Linked DNA regions of Gossypium hirsutum: regions 2 and 3 are each linked to region 1. A link is a contact called in public Hi-C data. All regions are on one chromosome and are shown on one strand. Each heading gives the region's core, a stretch centred on a gene start, on an enhancer-like site or on the middle of the called end of the contact. The rest is flanking DNA. Distances are from core to core; before and after follow the strand shown.

The links. Hi-C and Micro-C count contacts between places; a contact is called where the count stands out from the background.
Region 2: a Hi-C map of leaf shows a contact between it and region 1, with 2.1 times the contacts expected there. The contact joins the promoter of LOC107960045 here to the promoter of LOC107961024 in region 1. A contact is called at or near these places in 5 of 34 Hi-C or Micro-C datasets (all in leaf).
Region 3: a contact with region 1 is called in a Hi-C map of leaf, with 2.4 times the contacts expected there. The contact joins the promoter of LOC107960041 here to the promoter of LOC107961024 in region 1. A contact is called at or near these places in 2 of 34 Hi-C or Micro-C datasets (both in leaf).

The regions. Positions count from the first base shown.
Region 1 is chrA07:18,615,409-18,619,628 of Gossypium_hirsutum_v2.1, reverse strand. It overlaps LOC107961024, which reads left to right and starts at 1,979. Exons shown (of 4, transcript XM_016897270.1): 1 at 1,979-2,215; 2 at 2,549-2,945; 3 at 3,064-3,131; 4 at 3,585-4,220. The coding sequence starts at 1,979.
Region 2 is chrA07:18,335,352-18,339,714 of Gossypium_hirsutum_v2.1, reverse strand. It overlaps LOC107960045 (cytochrome P450 86A1), which reads right to left and starts at 1,379. Exons shown (of 1, transcript XM_016896250.2): 1 at 1-1,379. The coding sequence starts at 1,204.
Region 3 is chrA07:18,202,348-18,206,526 of Gossypium_hirsutum_v2.1, reverse strand. It overlaps LOC107960041 (protein OCTOPUS), which reads left to right and starts at 2,927. Exons shown (of 1, transcript XM_016896246.2): 1 at 2,927-4,179. The coding sequence starts at 3,189.

The DNA.
Region 1 (4,220 bases), core at 730-3,229:
CATACAGCTAAAAGGACTATCCTTTCTCGTTAGCTCTTAAAGCAGAATCGTCCATAGTCGGGAAAGAAAGTCTAATTGTTGGCTCCATAACGAAAAAGTCAATGCATCAGTGTTTTTACACGGGGGAGGAAGTGGCAAACAAAGAGACGAAGTTATCACCGGTAACGTCAGACTTGAATCTTCGGCCGGAGAAAGTAGATGTCGTGCAACAGGACTCTATGATTAGGAAGCGGAGAAATTGTAGGAATGTTTTAGAGATATAGTTGAGAGGAATTCGCTACAGATATCGTCTAAAAAAAGGGAAATAATTTTAAGGGATAATGATGAGGGAATTCGCTACAGATATCGTCTAAAAAAGGGGAAATAATTTTAAGGGATAATGATGAGGAAATCTCGCCTAAAAATTTGGCTATAAAAAGGGAGGCACAAACAGACAAAACTTGCCGCAACCTAGAAGCTGGTCAAATAGAAAATTTAGTACAAATGGGGCCCACAAAAGTGTTGGAGAGTAGGAGTACAAGCAGGTTTAGTAATGAAGTTGAGCCTAAAATTAGCCACTTATCAGTGGGATCAAACAGGCTAATTGAAGCTTCTCAATTGGGCTACAGGAAGATGAGCTGGAGGCATCTATCCAGCAGGGAGGAAGAAGATTCCATCATAGGGGAGTATATGAGCGGAAAACGAAAATTTGACCCAGAGATGGTGAGAGTCTCAGACTTGAATGTCGAAGCTTCGACTAAAAAAGAAAAATTAGATTATGGGAATTCGGGAGGAAAAGAAGTAGTAGATGAGTCTCTGATTATTAAGGAAGGTAGTGCTGCAATTTCACAAATTACATCGGCGGCTGGCAAATGGCCAGCTAACAGAGATCAATGAAAATCCTAAGCTGGAACGTCCGAAGATTGGGGAATTCTCGGGCGACTAGAAGGCTTCATCACATGTTGAAGCTTTATAAACCCCAAATGGTCTTCTTGATAGAGACAAAGTTAGACAGCATTAGAATGGAACGGTTATGGAAGCGGTGAGGATTTCAAAATGGAATGGATATCTCAGCAAGTGGTGGTTTAAGCCTTGCATGGAATGGTAACAATTTAGTTCAAGTTTATAGCTACTCACAAAATCACTTTGATGTGGAGATTAATGAGGAAAATAGTTTGCACAAATGGCGTTTCACTGGGTTTTATGGTAACCCAAATCAATCAAATAAACATGAGTCATAGAATCTACTACGCAGATTGAAGAATAACAGCCATCTACCATAGTGCGTATGTGGTGATTTCAACGAAATTATGTATGCACATGAGAAAATGGGAGGACGAACAAAAGATGAGAAACAAATGGAGGCATTTCGGTCAACTCTAGAAGTTTGTGGTCTGGCTGATATGGGTTTCAAAGGAAAAAAGTTTACTTGGGAGGGGTAATTTTGCTGATACAAATATCAGAGAGCGTTTGGACAGGGAGGTCGCGACTCGAGAGTGGCTGAATTTGTTTCCTGAGTATGAAGTTCAACATTTTTCACATTCTTTCTCTAATCACTGCCCAGTTTTCATTATGACTATGCCGAATGTACAAAGCATTGGAGGTAGTTGTTTTAAATTTGAATCTTGGTGGGTCACTGAGCCATCGTGTGAAGAAATCATAAAGGACGCGTGGCAGAGGCAATCTGGTAACGTTTTGGAAAAATTTGAAAATAGTCGTTTGAGCTTACAAAATTAGGCTAAGACTATCAAAGGGGATCGTGAAAGAAAATCGAATATTCTAAGGGAAAGACTGGTTGAACTTGACAAGAAGAATAGAGATAATGATATCATTGCCGAGATCATTGATGTAAAGCTTGAATTAAATTGAGAGATGGAGAAGGAGGAGATGTACTGGGAGCAGAGGGCGAGATTTGAATTGGCTAAGCCAAGAGGATAAGAATACGGCCTTTTTCCACAGTCTAACGTCCCAAAGACGTAGAACAAATAGAATACGACAGATGGAAGATAACAAAGGTATCCTCCGTACTGAAGAAAAAGATATAGAAGTCATAACCAGGAACTATTTTATGAAGCTATTCGAATCTAAAGGTGTTGGTAATACAAGTCACTTACTCTCAGGTTTTCGTTGCACTATCACCGATAGCATGAATCAAGTGCTGACTGCCATTTTAAAGAGAAGGAAATTCTTGAAGCAATTAACAGTATGGGGCCGACAAAAGGGTCTGAACCTGATGGTTTTTCGGTAATTTTTTTCAAAAATTCTGGCATATTGTAAGGAGGGAGGTAAGTGATTTTTTTTGGAAGTTCTTAATCATGGTAAAACTTTTGATCTATTAAACCATATGAATATCGTACTACTACCTAAGAATCCTCATCCAAAAAACCCATCTGAATTTAGACCAATTAGCCTTTGCTCGGTCTTTTATAAAATAATTTCAAAATCTATAGCAAACAGGCTACAGAAAGTTTTGGATTATTGTATAGATCCGGCTTAGAGTTCTTTTGTACCGAGAAGATTAATTACTGATAATGTTCTTCTGGCATATGAAATTCTACAATCTATGAAGAACAAAAGGATGGGAAAAAGGGGTCTTATGGCTCTTAAGATTGATATGAGTAAAGCGTATGATCGGGTGGAGTGGGATTTCTTACAACAAATGATGGCAAAAATGGGGTTTAATGGGTCTTGGATTCAGCTCATTATGAGATGCATCAATATGGTTACGTACTCGGTTGAGTTGGATGGGAAGTCGGGGGAGATTTTTATGCCAGGGAGAGGATTACGTCAAGGGGATCCTTTGAGTCCTTTTCTGTTTCTTATATACAGTGAGGGACTATCTACATTATTAAAACTTGCAAGCGCAGAAGGATTGTTGAGAGGAATAAAGGCGAGTCGAAGAGGCCCCCAAATTACTCATCTTTTTGCGGACGACTTTGTTTTGTTTGGAGAAGCAACCGAAGAAGGTACCAGGATTTTTGGAAAAATCTTAAAAGAATATGAAAAATGCTCGGGACAAATGCGTTAATTATGGAAAGTCCACAGTCTATTTTAGCTCCAACACAATTGAAGTAATTTGTTCAGCTATCTCAAGTAGACTGGGGGTGAAATGGACGAATAACGCAGAGAAATATCTGGGCTTGCCAAGTATGGTGGGTAGGAGCAAAAAGTTAGCTTTTCAACACCTAAAAGATAGTCTTAAAAGTAAAAATTGATTGTTGGAGTTCTCGCTTATTATCACGGGCAAAGAGGTTTTCATTAAAGCAATGTTACAAGCTATTCCTACTTATACAATGGGTTGTTTTTTATTACCGAAGTCTGTATGCGATGATATGGAGAAAATAATTGCCAAATTCTGGTGGCAGAAGGGGTACGGGAAAAGGGGGATTCATTGGTGTTCATGGACCAATTTATGCGAATTGAAGGAATTTCGCGGTCTTGGTTTTCATGATTTTGCAAAGTTTAATTTGGCCCTTCTGGCTAAGCAGGGTTGGAGATTAGTTGAAAATCCCAATTCTCTTTTAGCACAAACGTTAAAGGCCAAATATTATCCGAATACTGACTTTCTAAACTCAGAGTTAGGACATTTACCTTCATATACCTAGAAAAGTATATGGGCTGCAAAAGGCCTGTTGCAGTCAGGACTCTGTTGGAGGGTGGGAACGGGCTGGAATATCAATATCGAGGAGGATGTATGGGCTCAGGATGATGAACATCTACTTATTAAAAAAATAGTGAGTAATCCCGATTTGTTGAAAGTAGCGGACCTCATTGATTGCACAAATAGGTCTTGGAAAACTGAATTGATTAAAGGTACCTTCTCTGAAGTAGATGCCCAGCGAATCCTCCAAATCTCGCTTGCTCGTTTGCCACAGGATGACTTTCTGGCTTGGAGAGGCGAACCGACAGGCGAATACACAGTCAGAAGTGGGTATAGATTACTTTTACATGGCAATTCCATCAATAATAATGGATACAACCCAAGTGAAAACAGGAAATGTTACAAAAACTTGTGGAAAAGTGACCTCCCTTCTAAGTTAAAAATTACAGCATGGAGAGCCACTTTAAACTACCTTCCTACACTATCAAATCTACGAACTAAAAGGCTCATTACTGATGATGTTTGTCCGAGGTGTAAACAAGAAGTGGAGAACAGGAACCACGTATTTCGTGACTGCACTGTTTCAAAAGAAACATGGAATAGCTTAAACTTTATTTGGCCTGTAAACCTAGTAGATCTG
Region 2 (4,363 bases), core at 130-2,629, 280 kb after region 1:
CGGGAACCAATGTGCCATCTGGTAACACATCGTCTTCGACCACGTACTTGAAGTCCTGAGGAACCGAGGGGTATAACCGCAGTGTTTCAGCTAATGCTGCTTTCAGATATATCAGCTTGTCTGCTTCATCGAACATCAGTGGCTCTTCCATCCATTTCTTAGTATCTGGGCCGCGGGTGTTGCGGAGAACCCTTGATATTTCATCGATGATCTTTTGCTCAATCTCTGGGTGGTTCATTACGAGCCAGAAGAACCAGCTGAGGGCTACGGAAGAGGTGTCACGGCCAGCGAGGACGAAGTTCAGAGCGATGCGTTGAAGAACGGTGCTTGTGAAAAGGTTTCCCCCAGCATCTTTTTTTTTCATGAAACGGGACAGTAGATCATCCGAAGGAGCTTCTTTTCGTGCTTCAATGGCCTCGTTCATATAGTTTTCAACGATTCGGAGGCTACTCTTTAATCTTTTCTCAGCTCCTATCCCCAAAATCTTCTTCAATCTCCATAGTAAACCAGGGTAAAGAAGCCTATTAAGAGTTGCTTCAGTGGCTGTATCGAAAGCAGTAGCAAAAGGGTTATCTGGTAACTCGTGAGAAAGTGTTTTTGGGTCTTTGCCAAATGTAAGCCCACAAATGTTGTCAAAGGTTAAACGAAGCAACAAGTCTTGCAAATCCACTGCTTTCTTCTCATTTGATGCTTTGTCCAAAATACACCATAGACGATTCTTGATAGTCCTATTAACCCAACGACCCATGGCTTGCCTGAGTGTCCTGGTCGTGAACTCAAGTGCTGCTGTTTTCCTCTGAATCAGCCACGATTCTCCATCACTATTGAAGATCCCTTGCCCCAAAAGATCATGAAATGCAGCCTGCCAATGAGGCCCTTTGGGGTAATTATCGAACCGGGTCCGGAGAACGTGCTCAATGTTTTTGGGGTGACAAGTGACAGTGTAGAACCCTTGCTTGCGAGCCAAAAATGGAATAGCAATGGTACATGTTTGATAGGTGGCTGAACCACCTGTTGCTCGAAGATTACTAGCAATCCAATCATGCATCCTCCTCCGGTTCATGAAAAGAAATGGTAGACTACCGACCAGAGGCCATACCCTTGGACCACTTAACCTCTTGGCTAGCAGATAGAACCATATTGCATAAGCAAATGTTGCAGCAGCTGCTAGGGTGAACCCAAATGGAAGGTTTTCCAATTCCATTGCTAGGACCTATATTAGAGAATTGATGCTATGGTCTAGAATTCTTGGCACTAGACAGCTTAATTGGACAGAGATTGATAGGATTGAAGTTATATATATGATTATGAATATGTTTATATATAAATATGAAGTGATGACAATGGGAAAGGTTTAGGAAGAGTAGTTAGGAAATTTCTAGTCCAAAGCTGTTGGGTTGATAGGAACTATTTATTTTAGGGAATTTACACGAAAACCATGCAAAGTATGTTTTGTAGGTAAGTGACACAACTAATGCTTCAAAGCCATAATTAACTAATTGATTATTTTTACATTAATTTGCTTTGTTTCTTTAGTTTTACCCGATATGTCAATATATCATCATCTACTCATGTTGAATACTTTTTTAAGACATAATCCTTTAAATATATATATATAAATTACTCTTTTTAAGTAATTTAAAATTTTTTTTATAAAATAATTAACAATTGACTATTTAATTGAAAAGTGCAATTAATTGAGAGTTAACAATCGCTTGAGTTCATGTAATATGGTTTTCATCAAAGCCCTTAACGGGCCACTAATTGCTGCTTAGAGGTTATCATGCGTCAGGCTGAGCCATAACAAAATTTTAGGTTTGTTTTATAAGCTTGATCTTGAAAAATGGGCCTAAAATTTTGTCTAAGTCCAGTTCAGATAAAAAAAGTTAAAACCCGAGTCTGACTCGGTCCGCCCGTATTAAAATTATTTTTTATATAAAAATAAATTTAAAAGTATAATACATCAAATACACTAAAAATATTAAAATAAATATTTCTCAACAAATTAAAAATAAATTTAAAAAACGTTTATACTTAAATAACACTAAGATATGTGAACTTAATAAGAAAATACCTCTAAAGTAGTAGCAAAATTAATAATGAAACAAGAGTTATACAATATTCAAATAATAACAATAAAATAATAACAATATAATAGTGAGATGACAACAAAACAACAGTTTTTTTTTCAAATTTGGGTTGGGCCAGGCCCAGGTCGAAAAAAATTTACTCGAGACTTATCCCGTTTTCTAAATCGGCCTTATTTTTTTACCCAGGCTCATTTTTCAAGCCTAGTACTGATGTAACGTGACAACTAACTTGGAAAAAATGATGATGTGGCATTTAATATGAAAAAATACTTGCGTGAATTTTTTAATTATTTTATTAGGAGGGCTTAATTGCTTTGCAAGGATATAAAAATTCTCAAAAATTTTATAAAATTATAAATATTTATAAAAGGGTAGTAATTTTAATTTTTTAATTATATTTTAATAATTTCTAACAATTTTTTAATAAAAAAATACTAATTTTTCTCCTCACAAGTTGCTTACTCCGTCCTTATTAACTTCACTTGTATCACCTATCCTAGGCTAAAACCATTAGTTATTACTTATCTTAAGCGATCAAACACTAAACTCATTGTCTTATAAACCTCTTTCTTAGCACCAGGGTAAAGCCAAGAATATAATATTAGGGGAGGGGGCAAAATAAAGTTTTAAAATTTTGAGGCAATAGCAAAAAATACTTAAAAAAGACTTAATTTGAGTAATTCATAACTAAAATAGATTGGAAATGTTATTCTACCCCTCAACTAAGGGGTTCCAAGGCCACTGCTTGTCAGATTGCCTCCCTTAGTTACGTCTTTGCTCGACATTTTATACTAGTTTAATCATCATATTTTCAAGACTATAGCTAAGCACTGTAGATGTGCCTAGCTTGTTTTTTTTTGGTGGGTGGGTGAGAGGGAAGGAAAGGAGAGAAAGGAAAGCAACATAGAAGGGAAAATGGAAGGAGAGAAGTGAAAAAGAACAATAAAAAATTGTGTGAGCTTTTTATTTGTAGACTTTTAAATATTAATAATTTATTTTATAATTTTATTATGATGTATAGTTTTTAGCATTTTATGTCTTTTTTTTATCGTATCTATTCTTTTTGACATGATGTCTAAAATTATTCAAAGTCTCATTTAAACTCATAAATAAGAGGATAATGTGATTTAACACACTTAAACACACGTCCTCCTGTATTTGCAACAATAGCCATGCCAATAGAGCTAAGACTCAATCGACAAATTTATATTTATATTTATATATATATTCATTTGCATAAGATATCAAATTATCTAGGCACCTTAAATAAATTGTTATGGTAATCCAATTTAGTGAAAAAATTATTTTACTGTTTAATTTAATTTATTTTTAAATTATACATGTAAATTAGTTAGTCTATAAGTTGAGTCAGGAATAAATTTAAGATTAAAGTTGACAAATTTAAAAAACTTAAAAATAAAATTATTTAAATAATTAATTGTTTTAATTTAAAAAGTTTTTGGTGGATTTAAAATTTATCTCTAATTCACTTGCAAAATTATTATTTATTTTTAAATGATATATTTAAAATACTTACTCCACGTTTAAGAAATAAATTAGCACGAGAATTAATATATTATATTAAAAAGTTGAGTTATTATTCTTAAATATTCATGTTTAATACGTGTTTAAGACATAATCTTATAAAAAGAATTATATCAAATATATTATTCATATCCAAAAGCTAACTCCTACCAAATTAAATAATTAAAAAAAATTAAGCTCTTGTTTTTTCCACGAAACCAATAGTTTACACTTTACTTTTCTTGGTGACCCTATTTTCCAAAGAAAAACAGAAAGAGAAGTGGTTAGAGACAGTTGATCCACATTGAGAAAGCTGGGATTTTTATTTCCATAAAGCTTTTAATTTGACTCCCATTGAGCGAGTAGTTTCAAGAGAGTGGAAACTTGAGGAGAAAGAAACATTGATTTCTTTTCTTTTTTGCTCTTTAAAATTAATTTTGTTGCTACTCAAATCTCATTCTATTTTTTCTATCATATTTTAATCTCTATTTTTTTTCCTTCTCTTTCAACATCTATACCTACAATAAAACTTTCATATCTTCGAATCAAATCAATTCATACATTAAATAATTTGTCAAAAATTTCTATATACTTTCAAGGATTTTAATATAAACTTTCATTATATTATGATTCATATAAAATGTCGTAACAATAACCATTAAACTAATAAAATATCTCAACATTATTGGGTCTACCATAAAATGAATATCTTTTCATAATCAATGTTACACTACACCAAAACAGGTCTT
Region 3 (4,179 bases), core at 1,678-4,177, 410 kb after region 1:
AACATAAATTTAGTCTCTATATTTTTATAATGTTACTAATTCATCCAAATATTAAAATATTGCCTAGGCATGTATAATGTGAATGTCTTTTAAGAGTCATAAAAATTGACATGTTGCTTTCCTTCTTGTTTAAGTTTGCGTTGCATTTTTTACATTATAAAACAATGATCAAATTTCAATTTTAGCTCTTAAGTTTTGCTCAACTTGAGATTTAATTTATACAAATTAGTTTCTAACATAATTTAGTCCCTATACATATATAATATCATTACTTAGTCTAAATAGTTAATATTGATAACTATTTCAATCAAAATGTTGATGTTCTTTTTTCTTAAAAGTACTATTCCAAGTTCGAATTGTGTTTTTAAGGAAAAATATCCTAATAAGTATTTACAACGTTATTTATATTGTTACGTGATTATCAAGTGAATTTTTTGTAAATTTCAAAATGGCACACCATATAATTTAATAGAAGAATTTTAATGGTGGTAATAATTGGATCCGAATTTTTAAACCCAAGAATTAGATAGGCTAATTTTTTTTTTAAAATACAAGTATGTAACTACATTTTAAATGTATAGAATGTATAGAGACTTAAACATATTTATTTAGATACAAAATAAAAGTTAGAGAATTATAAAAAGAAGTTTAATCAACAAATATTGAATATATCGTATACTCAAAGAAATAATGTAAATTCAAATCTTAAAATTATTTAAGTATAATAAAAACTTAAAAAAATATTTAAATAAAATAATAATGCTATTTTAAAAAAAAAGTAATTTAGCCAATCTATTTAATAAGCTATTGTTAGGGTATTAAACACTTATTGTGAAAAGGGGAGAAAGGTCCCTAGTGAGGGGGTTGGGTTTAGATGACTTGTAAAAATTTAATACTAACACATAAACTAATGTTATCTTTTTGCATTATTTGTTTGATTTCTTTACAATAGATCCATTATTTTGTCCCCTCACCAATAAAATGAATTTTGATTTTACGTGATTATTCACCACATAAATTTAGTGTACTAAAAACAAATTGCCATCATTTCATTAGATTACAACTAATATTTTTAAGGCCCATTCTTGATTTTTTTTATGTATAATATTATCATAAAAAATTCCCAACATCATCATATGATTATTATGTATTCAGTCGATAAAAAATAAAAAAAATTTACAGTTATTTCATTAATTTATATAAAAGAAAAAGAATTGATATAATTTAATCAAATAATTTTATAAAAAAAACAATTTAACCAAATAATAATATATGTATAACAAAATAATTTGATATAATTTAATCAAGTAAAAGCATCTTTGTATATAGGGTGGGTTACATTTCGATAATTTGGCCACCCAATTATATTTTTCATTTTATTTTAATCAGCTGATGTGAACTTCTTTTATTGGTTTAGTAACAAAAGTAATCCTTTAATGTTTAAACATTCTATCAATTTGATCCTAAATATAAAAAATTAACAAATTTAGCCTTCAATATTTACAAAATTTATCATTTTAGTTTAATTTTAAATAAATAAATAAATAAACTTGGCTCTCAATATTTATAAAATCTGTCAATTTAATCCTAACTCTAAAAATTAAAAAAATATTTAAAAAAAATATTTTTAGTCATTTATAACTAATTAGCTAACCCATGTGAGATATTAAAATAAGAAAAAAAGTACCCTCTTTTAAATCACTTGCAACAATTTTTTTTACTATAATTTAAGCTTTACACTAGACTAAACCAATTAATTTGGAAATTATCTGAAATAATTAGTTGCATTATTACCCAAACATATAACGTTTTTAATGTTTTTATTTTCTTTTGGATCTTAGTTTTTTTGGGTGTGTTTTATCTCAATTTTTTAGAGTTATTTTACAAGTGACTCAAAAGAGGGTACTATTTTTCTTATTTTAATATCTCACATGGGTTAGTTATAAGAATGGCAAAAAAAAAACTCAAATTTGTGGGCTCCGAGCCGATTCGACCCTATAGGGTTGAATTTTTTTATTGAATTTGGGGGTTGGGACGGGTTATTTTTAAAAATAGTTGTATTGAGTCGAATTTAGAATGAAACCACCCCGCCCCATCCTAAGATATTTATGAAATTACCCTTAATACATATTTAATATTAATTAAATTAAAAAATCCCCAAAATTTATTACTTCTAGGTCTCATTCTACCACCTCCATGCTAATCCCCTTTCACCCATATAAGGTTATTTCTCTCATTTTCCATTTTCTTAATTTAATAATTTATTAAAGGAACCTTTGTTCCTTCTTTTTTTTCACTGTTGTAATCGGAGCATGTATGTAAATATGTATTAGCACACAACTCCATAGATAAATCATTAGGTAAATCTAATAAAATGGTGTTAAAACTTTTCATTTTTTAAAAAAACTTAATTAATAATAATTTTACAAAAAATTAAAAATAAAAAAATAAACGGGTCAAAAGGGATTGGAGTCAAGTATACTATTAATTTTGGGTCAGGGTCAGGGTTCAGGTTTGGAGCGGCGTAATTTTTTTTAAAGTCAAGGTCAAGTCGGAGCGGGCAAAAACCGCCCCACTCATTACCATCACTAGTTAGTCAAAGGTTATAAAGGGCTAAAAATATATTTTTTTAAAAATTTTAGAATTGAGACTAAATTGAAAGATTTTGTAAATGTTGAGAGTTTGAATTTATTGAATTTTTTAGAATTAGAACTAAAATGACAAATTTTGCAAACATTGAGGCAAAATTTGTTGAATTTTTTATATTTAGGATTAACTTGATAGAATGTATAACATTAGAGGGCCAATTTTGTTACTAAACCAATAAAAAAAAGAACCCATATAAGCTCAGAGTGACTAAAATGTTTAAATTTGAAAAGTTTAGTGACTAAATTGAAAAAATCAATAATTGGATGACCATTCATAGAAAAATAATTTCCAGCATATAAGAGAAAAATTTAACAATAGAGGGACCGAAATGCAAATTTAATCAACTTGGTAATTAATAATAGTAATTAGAAAATAATGACAGGTAAAATAGAAGGGCTTAACCAGGGCTTTTCATTTTTGTTCTGAAACTTGTATGTTTTTTTAGAATACTTTCTCTCACATATTAATAATATTGACTGTAGTAGTATTTCGTTTTTGGTGTCTGAGCATCATCAGGCTCATTTGCCTCTCGTCTACCCATGACTCCCCAGCCCCACCCTCATCGGCGTCAGAGCTGCCGTCTGTCTTCCTGTCACCGCCACCCTGCCACCGCGCCCCTCACGGGCTTCTGCGCATCATGTCTCCGGGAACGCCTCGCAGGAATCCAAAACGACTCTCCTACCACAACCCCAACTTCCTCAACCACCTCCTCCACCTCCCAGTTCCGCCGCTGTAAATCCTGCTCCGGCGGCCCTGACCCATCCTCCTCTGCCGCCTCCGAACCCCGCCGTAAATCTTGCGACGTTAGGGCTCACAGTACTCTGCACGATCTTTTCGCCGTCGACGACAAAATGAAAACCCTCAATGTCGACCTCCCTTGTTCGAAAGTTGAAGTTTTTCAAAGCTTTGAAGGAGGAGGAGAAGAAGAAGAGGAAGGGGAGTTAAAAACGATGAAGGAATTCATAGATCTTGAATGTGGAAGCAAAAAAACTTCGGGGAAATCTTTATGGGAAGCAGCTTCGGTTTTTAGCAAGAAATTGAGGAAATGGAGAAAAAAACAGAGCAAAAAGGAGAAAAGCGAGGGTTTGGTTCTTGAGAAGGCAAACAGAAGGGGATTAAGAGATACCCAATCGGAGATCGGGGAATATGGGTTGTTTGGAAGAAGATCCTGTGATACTGATCCTAGATTATCAGTTGATTTTGGCCGTTTATCCGTCGATGAGCCAAGGTTTTCCATGGATGAGCCAAGGGCTTCTTGGGATGGTTATTTGATTGGAAAACAGAACCCTAGGGTCAACGAGGAACCAAGTGTTGGGGAAGAAAGATTGAGTGTTGTAAAAGAGGAAGAAAGGATTAGCCCTGGTGGGTCAGCTCAAACGAGAGACTATTACGCGGATTCTTTGACTAGAAGGAGAAGAAGTTTTGACCGTTCTTCTTCCAACAGAAGGATAAGTTTCGGGGAAGCTGAGGAATTTAAGTCTTCCATTTCTAATGCTAAAGTGTCACCCGAGACTGTTGGGCTGTTTCATG